7 separate regions of the Mus musculus genome follow, and regions 2, 3, 4, 5, 6 and 7 are each linked to region 1. The links are chromatin contacts, called in public HiChIP or PLAC-seq maps. All regions are on one chromosome and are shown on one strand. Each heading gives the region's core, a stretch centred on a gene start, on an enhancer-like site or on the middle of the called end of the contact. The rest is flanking DNA. Distances are from core to core; before and after follow the strand shown.

The links. HiChIP or PLAC-seq counts read pairs in DNA pulled down with a chosen protein or histone mark.
Region 2: a contact with region 1 is called in an H3K4me3 HiChIP or PLAC-seq map of intestinal villus epithelium, with 7 read pairs. The contact joins the enhancer-like site here to the promoter of Paxbp1 in region 1. A contact is called at or near these places in 1 of 39 promoter capture datasets (the 3T3-L1 cell line), 1 of 484 Hi-C or Micro-C datasets (B cells), 11 of 115 datasets of contacts at active chromatin or transcription factors (the 230-238 cell line, bone marrow-derived dendritic cells, bone marrow-derived macrophages and 7 more) and 2 of 9 other capture datasets (adipose tissue and embryonic stem cells).
Region 3: a contact with region 1 is called in an H3K27ac HiChIP or PLAC-seq map of embryonic stem cells, with 2.3 times the contacts expected there. The contact joins the enhancer-like site here to the promoter of Paxbp1 in region 1. A contact is called at or near these places in 11 of 39 promoter capture datasets (the C10 cell line, the HPC-7 cell line, cranial neural crest and 8 more), 2 of 484 Hi-C or Micro-C datasets (B cells and bone marrow-derived macrophages) and 14 of 115 datasets of contacts at active chromatin or transcription factors (the 230-238 cell line, the NIH/3T3 cell line, bone marrow-derived macrophages and 8 more).
Region 4: an H3K4me3 HiChIP or PLAC-seq map of the 230-238 cell line shows a contact between it and region 1, with 19 read pairs. The contact joins the promoter of Ifngr2 here to the promoter of Paxbp1 in region 1. A contact is called at or near these places in 16 of 39 promoter capture datasets (3T3-L1-derived adipocytes, the C10 cell line, the HPC-7 cell line and 10 more), 4 of 484 Hi-C or Micro-C datasets (LSK cells, cardiomyocytes, forebrain and 1 more), 15 of 115 datasets of contacts at active chromatin or transcription factors (the 230-238 cell line, CD4 single positive thymocytes, VIP interneurons and 12 more) and 4 of 9 other capture datasets (adipose tissue, liver, macrophages and 1 more).
Region 5: an H3K4me3 HiChIP or PLAC-seq map of pro-B cells shows a contact between it and region 1, with 3 times the contacts expected there. The contact joins the enhancer-like site here to the promoter of Paxbp1 in region 1. A contact is called at or near these places in 1 of 39 promoter capture datasets (the 3T3-L1 cell line), 1 of 484 Hi-C or Micro-C datasets (bone marrow-derived macrophages), 10 of 115 datasets of contacts at active chromatin or transcription factors (the 230-238 cell line, bone marrow-derived macrophages, cardiomyocytes and 6 more) and 3 of 9 other capture datasets (adipose tissue, liver and pancreatic islet).
Region 6: a contact with region 1 is called in an H3K4me3 HiChIP or PLAC-seq map of bone marrow-derived macrophages, with 5 times the contacts expected there. The contact joins the promoter of A930006K02Rik here to the promoter of Paxbp1 in region 1. A contact is called at or near these places in 1 of 484 Hi-C or Micro-C datasets (B cells), 17 of 115 datasets of contacts at active chromatin or transcription factors (the 230-238 cell line, the SCID.adh cell line, bone marrow-derived dendritic cells and 11 more) and 4 of 9 other capture datasets (adipose tissue, embryonic stem cells, liver and 1 more).
Region 7: an H3K4me3 HiChIP or PLAC-seq map of the 230-238 cell line shows a contact between it and region 1, with 24 read pairs. The contact joins the promoter of Ifnar2 here to the promoter of Paxbp1 in region 1. A contact is called at or near these places in 9 of 39 promoter capture datasets (the C10 cell line, embryonic stem cells, erythroid cells and 5 more), 1 of 15 datasets of contacts at CTCF or cohesin (the NIH/3T3 cell line), 2 of 484 Hi-C or Micro-C datasets (B cells and forebrain), 27 of 115 datasets of contacts at active chromatin or transcription factors (the 230-238 cell line, CD8 T cells, the SCID.adh cell line and 19 more) and 4 of 9 other capture datasets (adipose tissue, embryonic stem cells, liver and 1 more).

Annotation. Positions count from the first base shown.
Region 1 is chr16:91,042,624-91,045,628 of GRCm38.p6, reverse strand. Paxbp1 (PAX3 and PAX7 binding protein 1) reads left to right here and starts at 1,250. Exons shown (of 18, transcript NM_026110.2): 1 at 1,250-1,623; 2 at 2,948-3,005. The coding sequence starts at 1,275.
Region 2 is chr16:91,446,040-91,449,093 of GRCm38.p6, reverse strand. No RefSeq gene overlaps it. Among named protein-coding and RNA genes, the nearest start is that of A930006K02Rik, 18 kb to the left of the region's middle. Within about 2 kb of position 1,418, at least 93 of the 459 cell types and tissues checked have an H3K27ac peak or open chromatin away from gene starts, as enhancers often do. A contact at or near this core is called in the 230-238 cell line, B cells, hepatocytes and 1 more, where this site is marked.
Region 3 is chr16:91,333,264-91,336,063 of GRCm38.p6, reverse strand. No RefSeq gene overlaps it. Among named protein-coding and RNA genes, the nearest start is that of Ifnar2, 38 kb to the left of the region's middle. Within about 2 kb of position 1,348, at least 23 of the 459 cell types and tissues checked have an H3K27ac peak or open chromatin away from gene starts, as enhancers often do. A contact at or near this core is called in embryonic stem cells, where this site is marked.
Region 4 is chr16:91,545,328-91,548,441 of GRCm38.p6, reverse strand. Ifngr2 (interferon gamma receptor 2) reads right to left here and starts at 1,383. Exons shown (of 7, transcript NM_008338.4): 1 at 1,210-1,383. The coding sequence starts at 1,279.
Region 5 is chr16:91,521,238-91,524,242 of GRCm38.p6, reverse strand. No RefSeq gene overlaps it. Among named protein-coding and RNA genes, the nearest start is that of Mir6367, 4.8 kb to the left of the region's middle. Within about 2 kb of position 1,547, at least 182 of the 459 cell types and tissues checked have an H3K27ac peak or open chromatin away from gene starts, as enhancers often do. A contact at or near this core is called in the 230-238 cell line, adipose tissue, bone marrow-derived macrophages and 3 more, where this site is marked.
Region 6 is chr16:91,463,490-91,466,634 of GRCm38.p6, reverse strand. It overlaps A930006K02Rik (RIKEN cDNA A930006K02 gene), which reads right to left and starts at 1,531. Exons shown (of 2, transcript NR_077219.1): 1 at 999-1,531.
Region 7 is chr16:91,371,367-91,374,204 of GRCm38.p6, reverse strand. Ifnar2 (interferon (alpha and beta) receptor 2) reads right to left here and starts at 1,422. Exons shown (of 9, transcript NM_010509.2): 1 at 1,131-1,422. Gm36587 (a long non-coding RNA gene) reads left to right here. Exons shown (of 4, transcript XR_876244.2): 1 at 1-615.

The DNA.
Region 1 (3,005 bases), core at 1-2,500:
ATCCCGTTCTTTTGGCGGGTTTTGAAACATGTAAATAATTTCACAAACACTTCTACCCACGCATCCTGATATGCTCGAGAGAAAGAAAAGATTCAACTTTGGTTATGAACTGGGTAACCTGTGTGTTAGCTCAACCTCATGCAATCTTTTTGTTTGTTTGTTTGTTTGTTTCTCGAGACAGGGTTTCTCTGTATAGCTCTGGCTATCCTGGAACTCACTTTGTAGACCAGGCTGGCCTCGAACTCCCGAAATCCGCCTGCCTCTGCCTCCCGAGTGCTGGGATTAAAGGTGCGCGCCACCACCGCCCGGCTCATGCAATCTCTTTAAGGCCGCCAAGGTTCAGATTTGCCCTCTGTGATATAGTCTGAAAATAAGACAAATCTTCCTTCCGCTTGTTTCAGAAATTCACTATGCTTCGTAAAATAGTTAAAATAGTTGCTACCTAACTTGGCTTTCTTACCAAGCCACCCGAAAACACCTCGCTCTCCTGGGAATGGCTGCGGCAGCAGGGAGATGTATCATCTCTGGTTCTGTCTTCCCCAGACAGTGAGGGTTTCCCTACATAGCCTTGGCCATTCTGGAGTTCCTTATGTACATCAGGCCGGCACCGAACTCAGAGATCGCCTTGCCTCCACCTCCCCAGTGCTGCTGGGATTTAACGTGTGTGCTCCCACGCCTTTGAGAGTGTTTGCGTTGATAAAGCTGTAGAGATGGCAAGTATTAATGGAGTTTCTGATCTGTAGACGATATCTGCTAGCATCGCCTCGCGTTATTAAGAGGCATATTAACCATGGAGATGCACTTTCCCTTCCCAAGCTCAAGTCAACTGACTCGTCCCTCCGCTTCTCCCCGGCCTCCCGCCTCTGTTTACCCTGCAGGCACTGAGTGGGAGGGAGGCTGCCACACGTAACGGCTCCGTATAAGCGCGGAAGACGCATTGCAGCAACACGCTCCGAGACGACAGACTACACTCGCTCCTCTCATCTCGATGATCCTCTTTGTGACCTTTGGAACAACACTGGAGTCGGAGGGTACCATGCCAACAGTCCCCCGCGCCGCTAGAGGGCAGTGCAAAGAGACTCCGCCCAAGTAGTGGGGCGCGAGGAGAGCCCAGGCGCATGCGCAATCGAGGCGGCGCGATAGCTAGCCAGAGCCGCGACGACCCGGCTGGTGGGGGGGAACTCTTGCGACTGCGCGTGCGTGGCGGTGGTCTCCGCGCTCCCTCGTCCTCTCAGTCAGCGAGCGGCTGTGAGAGCGCGGTGACGGCGGCTGGGATGTTCCGAAAGGCCCGGCGGGTGAACGTGCGCAAGCGGAACGACTCGGAGGAGGAGGAGCGGGAGCGCGATGAGGAGCAGGAGCCGCCACCGTTGCTGCCCCCGCCGGCCTCGGGAGAAGAGCCCGGCCCTGGCGGCGGCGACCGGGCCCCCGCGGGGGAGTCGCTCCTGGGCCCGGGGCCGCTGCCGCCGCCGCCCTCCGCGCACCACCCGGGCCTCGGCGCTGAGGCCGGGGGCGGCATCTCCGGCGGCGCGGAGCCCGGCAATGGGCTGAAGCCGCGCAAGAGGCCTCGCGAGAACAAAGAGGTGCCCAGGGCCAGCCTGCTCAGCTTCCAAGACGAGGAGGAAGGTAAGCCCCGGCCCGGCCCACGCGGACCCCAAGCCCGTGCTCGCCCGGGCGCCGCGCCCCTTTCCCCACCTCCGGCCTCCGGATCTGCCTGGGGTTGTGTTCCCGCGCTGCCACCAGCCAAGTCTACGGCCTGTGCAGTCCCTCCTCCGGCTGTCAGAGCCCTGATCAGCCATCCTGAGTGGAGGAGAAGGCTCGATGCTCCGTGGACCCGTTTCCTACCTTGCGAGTTGCAGGCAGCCTGAGTCTCTTGGTTAACTGCCTGCTCTTAGTCGTCTGCAGGCCTCTGTACCTGCGGCTTGTTGGCGTCTCGGTTTAGGCCTCCTTGATTAAGAAGGCCGGATTGTTAAAGAGGAGGACCGAAACCAGGGCTGGGAACAATTCTGGGGCTGCAGCCCTGGCTCCCGGTGACCTTGATCCAATCGCTCCCTTGCTGTTGTCCAGTCTCGGTTTCTCTGTAGAAGTAAATGGGAGGAGCAGATGTCCGCTGTGGCATTGGCTCTTGAAGCAGAAGAGGGACCAGGCTGCAGGGGATTTCGATTTTACTTGTACCTCAACATCATGTTAGGAAAAATTGGATGATTTTCGAAGGTCTTGCGTCATGCTTTCGTGATTCTAGAAAGATGGGTGAATTATCTTTGACCTCTCTGGAATTTTGTTTGAAGGAGATACAGACCAGGTTTTGCATTGTTTGAAATGTCTTGTTCTTGACTTGGATTTTCAAATTAAAGATGAGGGCTAAGTCACTCGAAACTTAGTTTTGCAAAATGATTTACTCTAGGCATAATTTTGAAATAACTGTTATTGTGACCAGAGTTATTCAGACTTGGCAGAATAACTTTGGGGTGTATTGTTTTAGGTTTCTTGACTTAATGTTTTAAGGAAGCATTCTAAATACTTTTTTATCCTGAGATGGGTGAAATATGCCAAAATTTAACAATTTTGAAGTTCCTTGGGTTACTCACTAAAATTTTCATTTAGTTTCTGGAATTGATACTATTTTTTGTTTGTTTTAATTATGTTTTGTTGAAACAGAGCCTCTATACTATAGCCCTGGCTGATCTGGAACTCACTCTGTAGTCTAGGCTGAACTCAAATTCAGAGAGCTGCCTGCCTTTGGCTGCCCAGCTCTGGGATCCCAGGCATTTGCTGCCAAGCCTGGCAATACCCATTTTTGAGTCTGCAATAGATTGCAATAAACTTCAGATTTTGTAATGACTTGTGTGTGTGAAAATATGCTGGCAGAATGAAAACAGCACAAAGGCACGAGGAAGGGAGAGCACTTTCTGAGTTGGTGTCTTACAGACTTCATTCTGTTTCTCTTAAGAAAATGAAGAAGTGTTCAAAGTAAAGAAATCAAGTTACAGCAAAAAGATAGTTAAATT
Region 2 (3,054 bases), core at 169-2,668, 400 kb before region 1:
TGCTGCGGCTGGCTGTTAGCAGAGCTTCTCCACGTGGTTTCTGATGGGCATCTTGGAAGCCCCATGTATGATGACACTGCTGACCCGCTGTTTGGTTTTTTAAAGACAGGGTTTCTCTGTGTAGCCCTGGCTGCCTAGAATTCACTCTGTAGACCAGGCTGGCCTGAACTCAGAAATCCTCCTACCTCTGCCTCCTGAGTGCTGAGGTTAGCGGCGTGCACCACCACCTGTCTCCCACAGTTATTCGGTTTCTACCTGGGAGCCCATTCAGATCAAAGTCTGTTCCGCCAGGACTCTCCTGGGAACCCCGACTGACTGTCTTCCCAGTTGGTCTCTGCTGCGTGTTTTGCTTTCTCTTGATTCCTGTTTACTTACTTATTTTTAATTCAATTTAATTCTTTCCTTGTGGCAGGGTCTCACCATGCAACCCTGGCTTGCTTTGTGTAGACCCAGGCTGGCCTTGAACTCACAGAGACCCACCCTCCTCTGCCTCCCAAATGCTGGGATTAAGTGATTGTGACGTCACACCTGGCCCTGGGTATTTAATCTTTTACGTTGGCTCATTGTCAAATGGAAAGCATGGCTGCCTGATTATTCTCTGGTCCACACAGAACATGGCAGGGCTCAGCTTTGGTTCTGAGCAGACTCTGTTGTGGTGGTGCCGCATGGCTTCGCTGGGGGTCGGGCCACTGTGTGTTTAGCTGATGATGGTTTAGCACAGGTGCTGTGGGTACCCTCAGCTACTGGCTGTACAGCAGGCTCCATGGGGGGTAGGGATGTTATCTGATTTGCGGTTGTTCTGGGCTTGGGTGTGCCTGGGTGCTGGGGACTGCATGGCTACGTAGGCTCATGAAGGGTGCTGAGCTGGGACCTGCTGACTGTTGGACTAGGTAAAGGTGTGTAGCAAGGATGGCTATTCAGTGAGCTCTCCAAAGAGGAGGGAAGGGTGCTCACTCATTCAAGTGTGGTGGACACTGTGGTTGAGTCAGGTGTGTGATGGTTCCTTTGGGTGGGAGGCAGTGACTTCTGCCTTGTGGGCCTGGCCACAGATACACATGGGCATGTCAGGCATGTTAGTGTCAGCTTCCCCTCTGTGCACATCTGCTGAAGCTTAGGAGGCCATACTGGCAGAGCCTGAGGTTTTCTTCTTCCTACCAGACTTGAGCTCTGAGCCTCTAGTATTGGGGTACTCTAGTGGTCATCTATACAACATAGCAGAATAACTGTGCAGTCTCCAGAAAAGAGACCTACTATGGATACCAGCCCCTAGGGAAGGATGCATTCTAGCAATGGGTCTGGTTTGAAGATGGCACCGGGCCATGGTGGCTTAGATTCCAGTGGATAAAGTACACAGTGTGGATTTCAACTCTGTGTCGGTTCGACTTCAGACTCTGGGCAGCTTTCCCAAGGGTGAGGCCTGTGAGGGTGATAGGGGCCTCATGTGAGAATGGAAAGCATTCGGGGTTGGCAATGTCTTCAGTCTACCTTGTCCTCGGGAGAAATTTGGCTTGATGCTGAGTGATCCGGGTAGGAGACCACATGGGTTGGGGTGAGCCTAGATGGCCTGCCCTCTTACTTGTGCTGTGGGGTTTTGTGTATTGCAGGGACCCTGCCACCTCCCTATCACTCTCCAATTTAGTTCCTCTGTCAGTGGAGTTGGAATGGAGCTGGGTATGGCATGTTGTACTCCCTTTTCTGCTGGGGAAGATAAGCGAGGGACTCTGTCCACATACCTTGCTGACCTCACTTCCTGGGATTTCCCCCACCTCACCACGGAAGAGCCAACTTTATTTCAAATCCATTCAGGGGACTACACAGACAGACACAGGCCCATACAGGAGCACACAGAGGACACAGGCCCATTTGGGAGCACAGAGACAGGCACAGGCACAGGCACAGATCCACTTAGGAGCACACAGACACAGTCCCATTCAGCAGGTACTAGTAGAGTCTCACAATCCCTGCCCAGTGCCCAGCACCAGTCAGGGGTTCTTCAGGTTGAAAATAAGAGGAAGTCTTGAAGATGCCTTCCTGCAAACACACACCCATTCGTGACATGGGCCCCCTGGGTCAGCTTACTGAGGGAACCGCTTAATTATCAGTATTTACATGGTGAATAGCTACCATCTGTGAATAGCTTTCATTTTTTTCAAAAGAACCACAGAAGTTTCATTCACGTTCTGAGTAACTGAAGAGTTTAAAAAGTAAAAAAACAAAACAAAACAAAAACAAAAACAAAAAAACCTTTTCTCTGTTTCCTGGGCGATGGGTTACATTCGCTTAAGCCTCACAAGAAGCACTGGGATATTTCTCCGTTACTTCTGAAGTGATGGTTTGGGCTAAATGAACCGGATCTCTGTGTGCTGCATGCTGGCGCTGGGGGAACTCATTCCTCCTGTTGTTGTTTAGATGCTCGATGGTTGGATCTCTGTTCTCCAGGAGGCCCTGGGCGATCCCTTGGCTGACTTCTGCCAATGCTAAGGATACTGACATCTTGGAGATGTTGTTTGGAAATTTGCAGATAGACGCATGGACCACTATGCATCTAGACTGTGCTCCATTTTTTTTTTTCTAGTAGCATGTGGTTGGTGGGATTTGAACTCAGGACTTTCGGAAGAACAGCCACCCCCCCCCTCCTTTAAGACTAAAGTAGAACCCTGTCTGAAGGATAGTGTGTGTATCAGCGGGGTGGGTGGGGCTGATGAGTTTGTATAAAGATTGCTACGTGCAGTTCCCTTGGACCTGCTTGGGATATGAGGCTCTTCCTTACGCCGAGGCTTTCTGGGGGTTGCGGGTTGTTAATCTGCTGCCTTCTCGAAGGTGGCCCCTCCTTTAGCCTGTTTCCAGGCTTCTCTACTCCAGGACCTGCTCTTTTTAAGTTGACATTTTAGAACTCATATATGAGGGGCTGGCGAGATGGCTCCGCGGGTAAGAGCACTGATTATCCTACCGAAGGTCCTGAGTTCAGATCCCAGCAACCACACGGTGGCTCACAGCCACCCGTAATGAGGGGGAAAATGCACAGTGATAAAGACACATGAATCGTTTAAGACA
Region 3 (2,800 bases), core at 99-2,598, 290 kb before region 1:
CCCAGGCTTGTCTGCAGGCCAATATGGTGGGGACATTTTTCTCAACTGCGGTACTCTCTTCCAAGCTGACACAAGCCTGGTCACGACGGCTTCCTGACTGCACAGCAGCCTCTCAGACCTTTCAGGGCATTGGTTTTCTGGGTCTGTACAAGTGTGCCAGAGGCCAGTGTGGAAGCTGCATAACCTTTTATGGTTTTGCTCCCAGAGTCCTGCAACTCACTCCCATCTTAGACTGTTGGTTGCAGGGGAGTTAAAAGTCTGCCTAAACTCAAGGCGGATGGGCACAGACTCCTCTCTCGATGGAAGAAGAATGGATTATAGAAGATCAGCTATGATGGAAGACATGCCTGCATCCGCCTTTGGGGATTACACATGGGTCTATATTAGCATACCATATCCATACATATAAGTAATCATGTATGTGAATAGTTATATGTTATGTATAATTATTCACGACCCTATGGATACCATATATACCACATCCTAAACAGAAGGTTTCTGGTGGTCCATGCCTATGATGCACAGCACTTAGGAAGTGGAGGCAGGAGGATCAGAAATTACAAGCCATTCTTAGATACATAGTGGACTAAGGTCCAGCCTGGGCTAAGTGAGAATCTCCCTGGATAAAGAAAAGCAAAGGAAGTTACTCAGCGGTGAGTGTGTCAGTGGTGAGAGGGGCTGCCTTTCTTATGACCGCTCTCAAGGATGTTTTCCTTCATGCCCTGAGAGCTGAGAGTTCTCTCTTCAGAAGCCTGCCAAGTGATTTTGAGGGATAAGCCAGAAAGTACTGCTCTTTTTGCTATTGCTTAACAACATTGGCTGGTGTGTGGGTATAGGCATAACAAACCTTTCTTCCCATTTTATTGATGGGGAAACTGAGGCTATGAAAAATCTCCCAAGAGTCTAGCCTATAACAAAACTAACCAGGAATCTGCATTTGTGGTTTCTGAACTGAAACCTCCCCAGGGATCCCCCAGGGGAGTGGAACCCTCAAGGATTCCGATGGGTCCTCGGGACTCTTATAATTCTTGGATGTTAGTGTTGATCCAGCAGCCCCACAGAGCTGAGGATGGTTTCCTCTCTTACTGGAGATCCTCAGTGGCTCCCCAGCACCACCAGCAAGAACAGATCTAAATGTGCAGGGTGCTCAGGGCCCTCCCTGGTGGGACCTGTGTGTATGCCTGTATGTCCTGCACACACACATACAAATGTACAGAGATACCACTCCTCATAGTTAAGCCAGCTCTGCTGGAGACCTATAGACATTTGGCAGAGATAATGCCCTCTGGACAGGCCATAGGCCCCCACCCCCAACTCCACCCTCTTCCCTGAAGAGCTCTCTGGAATTGCAACAAAAGGGAGAGACCCGGCTCTGACATTTTCTTTGTTCACAGGAGCTGAAAGAGAATAGCAGCACTGGCCGGGCTGACAAGAAGAGTGATGGGGTGGAGGCACCGGCTGCTGAGGGGCCAGAGAAGTCTTGGGGAAGTTTCCATATGTGACTACTTTCTGAAAAGACTTGGATCCAACTGCGCTCTTTTTTGGACCTAGCTTGTTCCTTGCCGATCCAATAGGTCTCAAGTGGCCCATAAAATTTTTACTACATTTTGTCCACCCGTGGATACTGTGACCTAACGTGACCCAATCAGGGAGCTGTTTGGCAATGTTTTCAGAGGGGACCAGAACGTCCTGGGGCTGTGGCCGAATTGACAGTGTTTGCTTTAATCAGGAATGATGGCTTCTGGTGGGAATCAGAGGCAGGTGGTGCAGAGAGCCGTGAACTTTGTCACAGCACAGTGACTTCTGTAAAATTCACAGCAGTTCCTTCCAACTCTTTCTGGATGAGCAGTGGGGACTACAAATGTCTGGTGAGCTGCAAGGAATGACGGGTACAGTGTCTGGTTTTAGTCTTGAACTCGGGCAGGGAAGTTTGCATGGGTTAAACCATGGATGGCCGCAGTTGTTTGAGAATATTCTACTCTGTCATTTTGATTGAATAACTCAGAGAAGTAAATGGAAATACATGAGAAAGGTCATTTCTTTGTTTTTGTTGCTATAGCAGAGCATCTGAGATTAGGTAACTGATAAAGAAGAGGAGTTGCTTTTGGCTGAGAAGTTCAAGGTCAGTTGGACAGCTCTCGTAAGGGCTTTATGTTGCTTTAAACATGGTGTGGGGGTGGGAAGTGAAATAGCTGCTTGCAAAACAGGAGAGGGGGCTGACTCTTGTTCTGGTTCAGTCATTTTTTTCTTTTCTTTTTTAAAAAAATTTTTTTATTGGTTATTTTATTTATTTATATTTCAAATGTCCTCCTTCCTGGTCTCCCCTCTGCAAACCTCCCATCCCATCTGCCCTCCCCTTTGTCTCTAAGAGGGTGCTCCCCTGCACTCCCACCTCACCCCTCTTGCTGGGACATCAAACCTCCACAGGATCAAGGGCCTCTCCTCTCACTGATGCCAGATATGACCATCCTCTGCTACATATGCAGCTGGAGCCGTGGGTCCCTCCATGTATACTCTTTGGTTGGTGGTTTAGTCTCTGGAAGCTCTGGTGTGTGTGTGTGTGTGTGTGTGTGTGTGTGTGTGTGTGTGTGTGTGTATGTGTGTGTGTGTGTGTGTGTGTGTGTATGTGTGTGTGTGTGTGTGTGTGTGTGTGGTCTGGTTCATTCATAACTGTAGAAAGTCATGACTACGTTATGAACACTCCACCTCCCACCAGACCTCACCTTCCAACATGATGCATGAAGGAATTAAAGGTCAGAATAGGCTCAGAAGGGGAAGTCCAAGCTGGCAGCCCTGATGT
Region 4 (3,114 bases), core at 134-2,633, 500 kb before region 1:
AAAATATCTAAGGATCCAATTTGTTGTTAATGAGCCACAGACCACGACTTTTGTGGAGCATAATAAAAAGTTAATCATTAGAAAAATGTCTGTTGTAAAGTTTCTAAATACGCCTATCAACTTCTGAACACATAGTTCACAGACATCTCAGACAATCGCAGGCTCTCCTCCAAAGGAGACCTGTGTGTGTGGGTGTGTCAGACACAGATTGCTCAAGGCAAAATGGGGAACATCAGAGCCAGGGTTTAAAGTCTTTGTCTGACTCCAGGAGAACAAGTTAACTGCGTAACCCACTCATCCTCCTGTGCTCCTCTGCCCTTAAGGAGAAAGGGAACTTAAGGGCCTTTGCAGGGATGCTGACAGAGGACCAACTAACTCCTCAACACCACTTCCAATGGGAGGGAACGTCCCAATTCGTAGGCTTATTTAACTAATGGCCAAACTATAAAAAAAACAAAATAAACAACAACAGCAAGACCCACTGAGTAAACCAAGCCGGCCCGGCCGGCCAGAAACTTCAGGACCCCTTTTTCTCATCCTGAGTTCTGTGTTTTCACAAGGGTGCACCCCACTACCACTGTGGACTCCAGATATCCAAGCTTTGATATGATCTCTGCACGGGAAAGAACCCAGCAAAATATAATCACGTAGGAAGAATGTTCTTGGTTAGTGATGTCTTTCTTTTGTTGGTTTTGATGACTGGCTCATAAATACAGTCAGGTTGGTGACAAAAGTGGGAAGTTGAACCCCGGTAAAGGGCTGTGTGGGCGGAGTAGGATAGAGCTGAGATTAAAAGTGTGCCTCAGCTGACCCTCTGTCCCCATACACTGGAGGGGACACAGGCATTTCTGCTCCCCATCTATAAGATCCCGAGGAACTGAGTACGAGGATTTTATAGGCTGCCCAGACAAATACTGGTCCTGCCCGTCAGCTGATCTCCCTGGCACCAAGGAGCCAAAGACGAACTGGGCTCTCCACCTCCAGGCCTGGAATTCCCCGTGGTCCACGCTACACTCACTGCAGCTCCCTCTTGCAGATTCCTCCTGGTCGGTGCCCCGTCCGATCGCGGTCACCCGCAGATCGGGAACGACTGCAGAACCCCACCCTGTGCCGGGTGCAAGCTCCCGGAGCCACCCACGCGCGGACGCGACACCCAGGAGAGCCCGAGGAGTCGGGGGTGGGGTGGGGGGTCTCCTGGGTCGCGCTTACCTGGCGAGGACGCCGCGGCACCGAGCCCACAGAGCAGCAGCGACGGCAGCCACAGTGGCAAAGGCCGCATGGCCCGGGCGGCCCGGGACCGCGGGGTGGACGCCGCTCAGACTCGCACCGCAGCGGCCATGGCGAGCCGAGCGCCCGCCTCTTCCCCAGCCTAGCCGCAGAGCCGCCTCGCCCCGCCTGCGTCCCGCCCCGCCCCCACCGCGCCCGGCCCCGCCCCCGCCCGGCCCGTGGGGACTTTCCCCGGTGTTCCCGGGAACCGCGGCCCCCGCAGCCCAGCACACAGCCCCGGTGACTCCGGCCACACCTCGCCGAGCCGACCTCCAATGTGTGGCCAGAGATCTCTAGTACCATCCTTCTGGAGAGACCCGTGGACACCCATCCCCACCCTACCCCACCCCACTTCGGACTCCCGCCACGTACGATTTAAGGACCCATTTATTTTGAATTCTGTTCTCTTTAATGACCGGAAAGATCGTGCTAAGCTTTGAATCCTTTTAAGCAAAGGGCTACTTAAGGGTATAGCAGAGAGGACCCTCTAGGCCGTGGTGTCACAGAGGAAGAAAAGCTAGAGGAACTGTACTGGTTGCTTAATAGTCTGTGGGTTTGGCCCTCTGTGGCTGTGAAGCTACGAGGAAGTGACCCCAGAGCAGGGCAGGGATAGGCTCCCAGCCTGAGCCTTCCCCAGTGGCCAGCCTGTTGGCAGAGACGTTCACACCTCGGCCACAAAAAAGGGGGCAACGAAAGGAATGGTTAGAGGGAGACAAGAGTCAAAGAAAGGGGTCATCGAACCGCAGCTATTGCTCCTAACCGCTGAGGCCTCAGTCTTAGGAAGCCACTTTAAACTGTAGTTGAAGCTGGCCTTGAACTTCACAGATCCTCACATCTCTACCTCTCAGGGGTTAGTCGTGGGCCCCCAAACCCTTCCCTTGTGCCTGTGGCTCCAGAAGTTGGCCTGTTATAAAAATACGTGATGAAATTATCTAGCAAAAATTTGAACTATGACTTGAGAATTTCAAGACCCAGAAATGTACTTACATGCCAAGGAGAAGAGGAGGGCTGTGGGGATCCTCTCAACAGGACGTGTTGAAAACCGCAGAGGAGAGAAAACCTAACCACACAGGCTGTGGATTATAAGTATACCCCTCTGAGTGCCCCGTGCCCTGCCCCCGGCATGTTTTATTTTTATGAGACAGGGTAAGGAAAAGGACTCAGCTAAAGCCACGAAGGACCTGTGATCACTAAGCTTTTCAGCCTGTGGTCTTGACCCCAAATGGTAAGCCTTTGGAAGTGCTACTACTGCCTCACCCCACTCCCTACCACACCCCTGTCTAGAATCTCCCTCCCTCAGCACAGTGCTAAGGGCATATTCCCTGGATCTGTACCCCATGCCTCAAGCATACAACCCCCCAAAGACAAGCGTTTCTCTCCTTTCCCCAAGGCAACTTTGTCAGGGCAAGGCCAGCTAGGTGCTGGCATCCACTCTCTTGCCCTTCCTGCCTAGAGGAACCCTGATGTCGTTGATAGCTGAGTCTTCTGTTGAGATCTGGCAGCTGGCAGCGGAAGATAACAGGAACTCCGGTCTGGCATTTCCTGTGTGTGTAGCACTCCTGGCTCTGTCTGTCCCTCTGAGCAACTGCTTTGATTGTGCTGTGTGCCGCCATTTCTGTGTTCTCTCTCTTACCTCCCCATTGCTTCTCCCCTTTGGAGGTAGGCTTATTGTGGACACAGCAAAAGACTAAACCTTAGGGTGTTTTATTTGCATCTTCCAAAACCATGAGAGCAAAGACTGGTCCCAGCACTGCATGAACACAATCACAATGCTTTCAAAAATATTTATGTGTGTGTGTGTGTGTGTGTGTGTGTGTGTGTGTGTGTGTGTGTGTGCAGGGCCCTGTG
Region 5 (3,005 bases), core at 298-2,797, 480 kb before region 1:
AGAAAGCAGGTCACGGGAAGCAAGCCAGTAAGCAGTGCCCCTCCATGGTCTCTGGGTCAGCTCCTGCCTCCCTGTTCCTGCCCTGTGTGAGATCCTGCTCTCACTTCCTCCATCAATGGACTATAGTCTGGCAGTGCACACCAAATAAACCCTGCCCTCCTGTACCTGCTCTTTGGTCATACAAACCCTAAGACAGGGATGGGGAATTTCAGGCCTACACCAGCTAGATTTCTTCATGTTCCACAAATCAGGCGTGTGATGTCTTCAGCAAAAGGGTTTTATTAAGTTCTGCAGAGAGACTAATAGCATTGAAAATATTCTATAGTGTCTTTGGTTAGTATATTTATTCCTGGTGAATATCAGCATAGAGATGGGAATGGCCAGGCTGTATCTCCATGGTAGAGAGCTTGCCTAGACCTCACTGACTTACAGCTCCAAAAGGGGCAGCTTATCCCTGGCTCAGGGTTTCTCATTTGTAACCTGTGGTCTATCAGCATGGGCGCTATTGTTCTGTTATACGATAACCTAATTTAACTCTTCTTATATGCATTTATGTGTATATTTTAAGAAGCTTCCATGGTGGTGGGTTTTCATATGCCTTTTTAAAAAGTGTGTGTGTGTGTGTGTGTGTGTGTGTGTGTGTGTGTGTGTGTGTGTAGAAGAGTCCAAAAGAAGTCACCGGATTCCCTGGATCTAGAGTTCCAGGAAGTTATGAGCTGCATGATGTTGGTACTGGGACCCAAACTCAGGACCTCTGAAGAGCATCAAGTGCTTTTAATGGCTGCGCCACCTCTCCAGCTCCCATGAAAATATTTTTAAGCCATTGCGTTTTTTCCCCTCTCAATAGCAATAGCTTAAATGGGGTCATTTCAGCCGAGCCCACTAAGTGTGCATTTATAGTTAAGCCTCACGTGATGGTTGTGTCTGTGGAGCTACTCAGATACCTACCTGTTAAACACTATGCTAGATGTTTCTGTGCTGGGGTTTTTAAGACGAGTCCCACTTTTCTAGGGGTGGCTTGAATCACTGTAGTGGCCGTGGATGTGGTGATGGTGGTTGGGACATTTCTGAGACGGCCCTGGCAGGATTTCCTGACAGAATGCGGAGCGTGAAAGAAAGGAGAAGTTGCGGCCAGCACATGCTTCTAAGTGAAAGAAAGGAACTAACGTGCTGTGACGGAAAGCGACTGAGAGAGGAGACAGTTTGACACTGCTTCAAATCAGCATCCGTATCCCTCGCATCCCTCGCATCCCTCATTTGTAGTGTCTGAGACAGGAAGTCATCCTGCCTTAGGTCTGGAGTGCTGAGATTATGACATCATATGCACGGTTATGTCTGGCTAGTGGTCCTTATTTTGTAATGAAAGACCTTTTTGTTTGTTTGTTTGTTTTGGACACTTGATTTTTTAAAAGAAAAGAAATCTGAAATCTGTGCTTGTAGAATCTTCTGGATAATACTACAACTTTGAACTGTTTATCACCACCCATCCATTCCCCTGCCATCACTATTGTGCAACCTCGTTGCCTAACAACTCCAAAAGGGCAGCTTACTCTTGTGTGAGTCAGACCTGTGGTCTCTTCGAGCACTTCTCAGGGCTCAGGCGCAGAGAGGTGCGGCTTTGTGACAAGCTCACACTGGTCACAGGCGGCAGGGCTTGAGTTGAACTAGGTTAGATCTTAGGATGCTTATTCCTTTGAGACACCTGGGCCTAATTGCAATACTGTGCTGTCTGTCTGTCTGTCTGTCTGTCTGTCTGTCTGTCTCAATAGGAAATTCTTGGCAATAACCTTGAGCTATCTACTTATAGACTCCAGAGTGGAGAAAGGCAGTATATGTAGCCTTTGGGTCATTTTTCAATGCTTGTTCTTTAAATTTTATACATGGGTGGGGAGGGGGAAGGGGGAATAGACTTCCCTGCATTGATGAGGAAGTGTAACCAGACACTATATGCTTAGTCAAGAGCAAACATTTCAACATAAAAAATTCCCCATATGTTTGAGGAAGTGGGTCCACAGGCCAGCAGGCCACCAAAGAACCAGACAGCTCTATATACGCTCATAACAGATTACTTACGATGGAAGGAATAGCACTAGCAATATACCAATAGTGTAATTGGTCCAGGCCAGTTCTCCTCGCCTGGATTAATGAGAGGATGTGGGCAGGCGTTCAGTGTAGTGTACTTGGCCCATGATCGGGCCTGGGAGGTGAATGGAGGCTTAGTCTTTTTGTCATCTTGTGTTTCTGAGATGACCGAGGTCTTTGGTTAGTATATTTATTCCTGGTGATTATCAGCATAGAGATGGGAATGGCCAGGCTGTATCTCCATGGTAGAGAGCTTGCATAGCATGTGTGGATCTCAGGGCTCAATCCTCAGCACAGCAAAACAAATCAAACAGAAAAGAGTACAGGACGCAGGAAGCAGGCACCGCCCAGAGCCTTAACAGGTTGATGCAGGGGAAGATTTTGGGTTCGGCCAGTTGAATTTTAGAAAAAGACAAAGCAAAAGCTTCATTTTATCCACCCCCCCCCCTTTAAAAAAAACAAAAACAAAAACAAAAAGAACACCACCAAAAAACCCACCCAATGCGGGGCAGTGGTGGCACACGCCTTTAATCCCAGCACTTGGGAGGCAGAGGCAGGCAGATTTCAGAATTCGAGGCTATCCTGGTCTACAGAGTGAGTTCCAGGACAGCCAGGGCTACACAGAGAAACCCTGGCTCAAAAAACCAAAAAAAATTAAAAAAAAAAAGACAAACCCACCCAAACTCACAGTTTTTCATTCCTGGACCTAACATACTCCCCACCCTAATCTTGGCATCACCCTCCCACCAACCTGCTGGGGACTCTGCTCACTACCTTGGCCTACTGGGTCCATTGGGCATGGACACAGAGCCTCCTCCCCTAAGGTTTGCCATGATACACTAAAGACAGGGCTGCAGACATATTGACTTCTGCAGGGCCCAGGGTGACGGGGACTCTAAATCCTGTCCTCCCGTCCTCCCTCC
Region 6 (3,145 bases), core at 282-2,781, 420 kb before region 1:
GGCGACTTCGTCTTTCAGTGCTGCAGCTTCCACTCCTGTAAAATGGATAGTAGCTGAACAGAGAGCTAAAAGTTTAACTAGTTTACGCTTTTAATGACTGGTGTAATCGTTAACTGGCTGAAAGTTAAATGAGTTTACACACTTAATGACTGGTGTAATTGTTAACTGGCTGAAAGTTAACTTAGTTTATACACTTAATGACTGGCATAACTGTTAACTGGCTGAACGTTAAATTAGTTCATACACTCAATGACTGGTATAATCAAGATCCTATCAGACGCGCCACCTGGCCATCCACTTCAGCATCTTTAATGTAGTTCCAGGAGACAAGCTCACATCACCCAGCACAGGGTATGGTGCTCCTGAGCCGCTTTCCTCAATTACCTCAGTGTTGGATTGCAGGCGGGTGCCACCACATTTTGAGTCATTTTTGTTTTTAATTATGCGTGTGTGTGTGTGTGTGTGTGTGTGTGTGTGTAAGTATATATACGTGCAGAGGTCAGAAGATCAGATTTTCCTGGAGATGGAATTAAGAGGCTGTAGAGCACGGGTTCTCAGCCTGTGTGGGTCTCCATCCCTTTCACATGGGTTGCCTGTTATGATTCATAACAGTAGCAAAATTACAGTTATGAAGTAGCAGCAAAATAATTCTATGGTTGAGCCTCACCGCAGCACGAGGGACTGTATTAAAGGGCTGCAGCATTAGGAAGGCTGGGAAACACTGCCCTAGAGTTAGCCACGACGCCAACAGCAGTCCTCTGAAAGAGCAGCAGCACCAGTGAGCCGTCTCTTTAGCTCCTGAAAATTAATTTCTCAATGTACACCCTGCTCAATTGTTAATTTTACATGAACATAGACATAAAACTCTTTTCACCCTGAGCTGAACATAAAACTTTCCAAGAACAAAGGTTCCAAAGCAACCCCCTGGGCTGTGTCACGCTGCTAGCATGAATTCCACCGTGTGCCATCTTCAGGGTGAGACCTGGGGCATCACTTACCTCCCTGAGAGGAGTCGGAACTTATCTCCAGGAGTTCTGGCTGGGATGCCGGGCTGTCTTTTTTGGTTTTATTGTTGTTGTTTGTTTGTTTGTTTTCATCACTATGAAGAGATCTCTCTTGTCTCTCACCCTTAGAGCAGTCGCCATTCTCCCGATGTAATTAGCCCAGTGGTTCCCTGGCTTATTTGTTATTGTTTTGTTAGCCTGCTCGACTGTTAGGAGTGATACTCTCATCTCACTCCTCCGTTAACCCGGGACAAACCGCACTAGGGCTGGAAAGCACATTTCTGCTGCTCTCTGGTCTCCCACCCACCAGCCATCCCAGGCTCGGGCCCGGGTCAGAATCCCAGGCTGGAGCAGAGCCATTGGGCGGGCGTCGGGGTGAGAGCGCTGGACTCAAGCTACCTGCGCCCAGCAATTACTCCCCGTTGCTCGGCCTTCGCTCACCTAAGGCTACGGGCAGAACCCGAGGTGCCTGGGCCAGCAGCACCAGAGACGCCGAGCCTACGACAGCCCTACCTCTTACGTCTTCTGTCACTTCAAGTGACGCGCCAAAAAAAATCCTTGGCCCATTGCAGCCCTCCTAGCAACACCCTCCAGCCCGGGCTCTGCCCTTCGGGAACACCCCATCTATTTGCTCCGCCCCCGTCCCGCCCTCCGCTCAGGCCCCACCCCTCGATGAAAGCTCCGCCCCCTCTGCAAAGGCCCTGTAGTATGCAGTCACTGTCCTCTTAATTTCCGTTTCCTGACAGGTCATGACCCTCCCCACTTCCGGAAGCCCACCGTTAATTGTTCCAACAGCAGAGGCGAACTCAGTTTGCTGCTAGAGCGCCTGCTCAGAGTTCCTGCACTGAGCGCTTTCGTTTCTTGGTTTTGTGTGTGTGTGTGAGCTATGGCTCGTTCCTCAAGGGCTCTCTTGGAACCTAGTGTGGGAACCCACGGGTGCCGGGCACCCTCGGTGGTATCAGAGAGGCAGGTAATTTCCAGTGTGCGGAGAGGTGACATCCTAGGGGCTGGGGTGGTCTGAGATTATGGTTCCCTGACACCTATTCGTAAAGAGTTCGAGCCTGCGTTTGAGAAGGTTATTTACTTACATACCTCAAGACTACGCTATGGAAATAAAATTTAAAGATGATGGATGAGGACATCGGCAGCTTCTGGACAAGCATGCATGGGATCCTGGGTTCAATACCCCGTGGCAGCAAAAATGAAATAATTGAATCGGGCATGGTAACACATGTTTGTAACCTCAGCAGGTAGTTAGCAGGGTGCCCCCATTATATTGGGAGTGGAGAGCCAGCCTGGGCTGCCAGAGAATCAATCTCTCTCTCTCCCTCTCTCTCTTCAGATCTTCTTAGGGTTATTATTGCAGCTATGACAACTGTTGTTAAAACAAGACAAAGAGGCTCAAACCCAAGCTCCTTGAATGACAAAAACGAAAGAATCAACCCCCACGACTGTTTGACTCATGAAATGAACAAGTCCTAAAGATCTGTGGATCCAACAGTTTTTGGTCGTGGCTACTAAGTCATTGGGAAGAACCTTACCAGTGACACATACTTAAGGTTGTTAAAGTTTCTATTTCCCACTGTCCAAGAGTTCTTGCAAACTCGTTGGAACAGTGTTTCTCAACTTTTGGCTGGAGATCCTTATTCAAAGGTTACCTAAGACCATCTGAAAAGAGGTATTTACATTACAATTTATAAGTGTAGCAAAATTGCAGTTATGGAGTAGCAATGAAAGTTTTATGGTTGGGGGGTCACCACAACATGAAGAGCTGTATTTAAGGGTCACAGCATCAGGAAGGTTGAGAACCTCTGAGTTAGAACAACTGATACAGGGATCTATAGCTAAACAATATGAAGAGAGTGAGACTTTAGAGCTTAAGGTCTTAAATGTGATGTCTCCACCAAATCCCTCCCCACCAAGGCACAAGAGTCTAGGCCAAAAAGGAGGCAGAAAGATACAAGCGTCAGAGGTGACAGAGGACTGAAGGAGGTAGTGTTTTCCAGATAGAGCAGGACTGATAGACAAGTGAACTCAGAGACTGTGGCAGCACACACAAGGCCTGCACACTGTCAGCCACAGGGTATCCTGACACCGAGAGCAGGATGTGGACAATAAATAAAGGAAAAAAAGAAGGGGTC
Region 7 (2,838 bases), core at 173-2,672, 330 kb before region 1:
TTAAATGTTCAAATAAATACAGGGGAAAAAACTTTAGAATAGTCACATCCGGGTTTTTCTTTTTATGATTTAAATTTGAAAAGCCACTTTTGAACAACAGTCACTTCCTGCGCCACACTGATGAACCTCATTAACGATCCCCAAATTGCTAGTGTGTTGGTGAAGTCGATGAAGCCATATTTGGTGTGACCTCTGTTACCCCAGTACCAGACCCCACCTCATTACTCTCCCAAGGCTGCACAGAAGGACTGACAGGCAAGGGACAGGGGACAGTAGGGCAAACTCAGTCTCTGGTCCCAATCTTAGCACCTTTCTTAGATGACACTTGGGCTATTTCCTAAGATCTCCTGTCACACAAAACAGGGACATAAAACAAACATTAAAACACAAAAGTTCATAGGTTGTCAAAGTTTTCCAGTAGAGCCATGTTAACCAAATAAATGGGTCAATGGGGCCAACGGTTTACCGCATGCACTATTGGCTGGCTTGGAATAGAAATGCAAGCTACCAATAAACTCAGTGCCTTTCCTGTATCCCATCCCTGCCCATCTTCTGCGGGCCACAACCCCTTCAGTGACCTCGTAGGAGCTTGAACAAACGATCCTGGGACCTTAGGTAGGTTTCAGGGCGCGCAGTGTGTGTGTGTGTGTGTGTGTGTGTGTGTGTGTGTGTGTGTGTGTGTGTGTGTGTAGGGGGAGGGGTGTCAGGACGCAGAACAGGACCCAGAGGCTGGAGATGATAACTAGCTTGGCAAGGCGTAGTGGATCCTAAGGAATGTGGACCCCCTAGGATCTGGCAATGGCTCGGGCTAAGGTGCCCCATGCACCCTCGGTGAGGCGACGCTGGTGGAGTGAAGGCAGAGAGCCCACAAAAACCCAGAGTTCACCAAAGGAACGGTGAAAGGAAGGCGCCCATGCGGGGGCCACGAGGGCCCCCCATACGCAGCTTGTGGGTCGGGGGAGCTAGAATCCTCAGACTCTCCACGGAAGAAAGGCAGGAAGAGGCGGAGTCCCGAAGAGGAGAATTGAAAAGGGGATTCCGGGAACTGGCAGCGGGGAGGCGGCCCAGTCCTACTGTCCGCGAGGCGAGCGACACCCATTCATGTCCCCGTAATGCCCGCAGTACAGTACCTGAATCGCCGGGTCTCGTGAATCCCCCTCTGGGATGTCCTGGGGCCACCTCCGAGCTGCTCTGGGCATCAGGCGCAGCTGCGCGCGGCTGGCGAGCAGTGGAGGCAGGCGGGAGCCGAGCCAGGCGAAAGGGACGGCGGCGGGATGGCCGGTGCCCCGCGACCCGAAGAGTCTCCGCTGGCAGCCTGGTTTCCCCTGGTCTAGGGCTAGACCACGCAGGCTCCCGGAGGCCAAGGGTTCCCAGCCGCGGGGTTAGCGGTGAACAGAGAACGAGGCGAGAGGCGGGGCCCGGGCGGAGCCGGCGACAAATGGGCACTTTCGCATCCATTACGACCCCACCCACTTCAAGTACAGTCCAGGGAGCCAGAGTTAACGGATCGGGGTTGTTGTGTTTATCGCTGCCTCCTTGGAGGACTAGGTAGTGCCTGATCCCTAGAACTAACTGGATACGAATGGGTTGGGTGCCTGGCCTAGTGATGCGGGTGTGTACTCTCTTCTTCCAGGAAGGCCTTGGCAGGAGGATCTCGAATTCAATACCTATCTGATACAGAGCAAAATTAAGGCCAGCCTGGGCAATGTAGGGACACCCTGACTCAAAATACAAAGGAAGAGGGGTCTGGGCAGAACTGAGTGTCAGAACGCTTGTCAATCATGCTTCCCTCTCTTCCCCTCCCCTCCCAGTCCTCCCTCTTCTCTCCCTCTCTCATCTTGTGCTTACTTGTTTTTAAGCTCCTCTGATTATAATTTTCCACACAGGACACAAACAAAAATTATAAATACCATAACTCATTGCCTGCTTCTTCTTGGGTCTTTGCTTACTATTCCCCAGGGCCCTCTCTCAAGACCAAACGATTTTTTTTTTTAAGGATTTATTTATTATTATATGTAAGTCAGACACTCCAGAAGAGGGAGTCAGATCTCGTTACGGGTGGTTGTGAGCCACCATGTGGTTGCTGGGATTTGAACTCTGGACCTTCGGAAGAGCAATCGGGTGCTCTTACCCACTGAGCCATCTCACCAGCCCCTTTTTTTGGTTTTTCAAGACAGGGTTTCTCTGTGTAGCCCTGGCTGTCCTGGAACTCACTCTGTAGACCAGGCTGGCCTAAAACTCAGAAATCCGCCTGCCTCTGCCTCCCGAGTGCTGGGATTAAAGGCGTGCGCCACCACGCCCGGCTAAAGACCAAACGATTTTAGAGTAAGGAGAAACAATCTTTCCATACCTACTTAGGAACTGACATCCCTTGTCTTCCGAAATGGAATACGCGGGAGCTTTCTGTAGCGTATGCACAGTCTAAGTATGAAGGTGGAAGTTCCAAGGTGGAAATGCTAATGGAAGTCTGTAAGAGGAGGCGTGGCAATGATGCCTACCTGGGCCTGGATTCTCACTTTCAGATCTCCGAGGGAAGAGAAGGGGAGGTAGTTCACAGTTTATGTAAAGGGATTTTCTTTCCGTTAAAAAGCGTGTGTATGTGTTTTCCCCCTCTTTAAAGACAAGATCTCTTTGTGTGTCCAGCTGGCCTGAAACTTAAGATCTCCCCGCCCTACCCACCAAATGCTAGAATCACCATTCCAGAGCCACCATATGCAGTTTAAGAGAACAGTTTCATCTACCAGGACTGACAGTTGCTGAGTCTCTCTTTCTGGGCTGACCTGAAGAGGTTTCCACCACTTATGTCACACTGGCAGAATTCCTACCAGTCTCATGAAT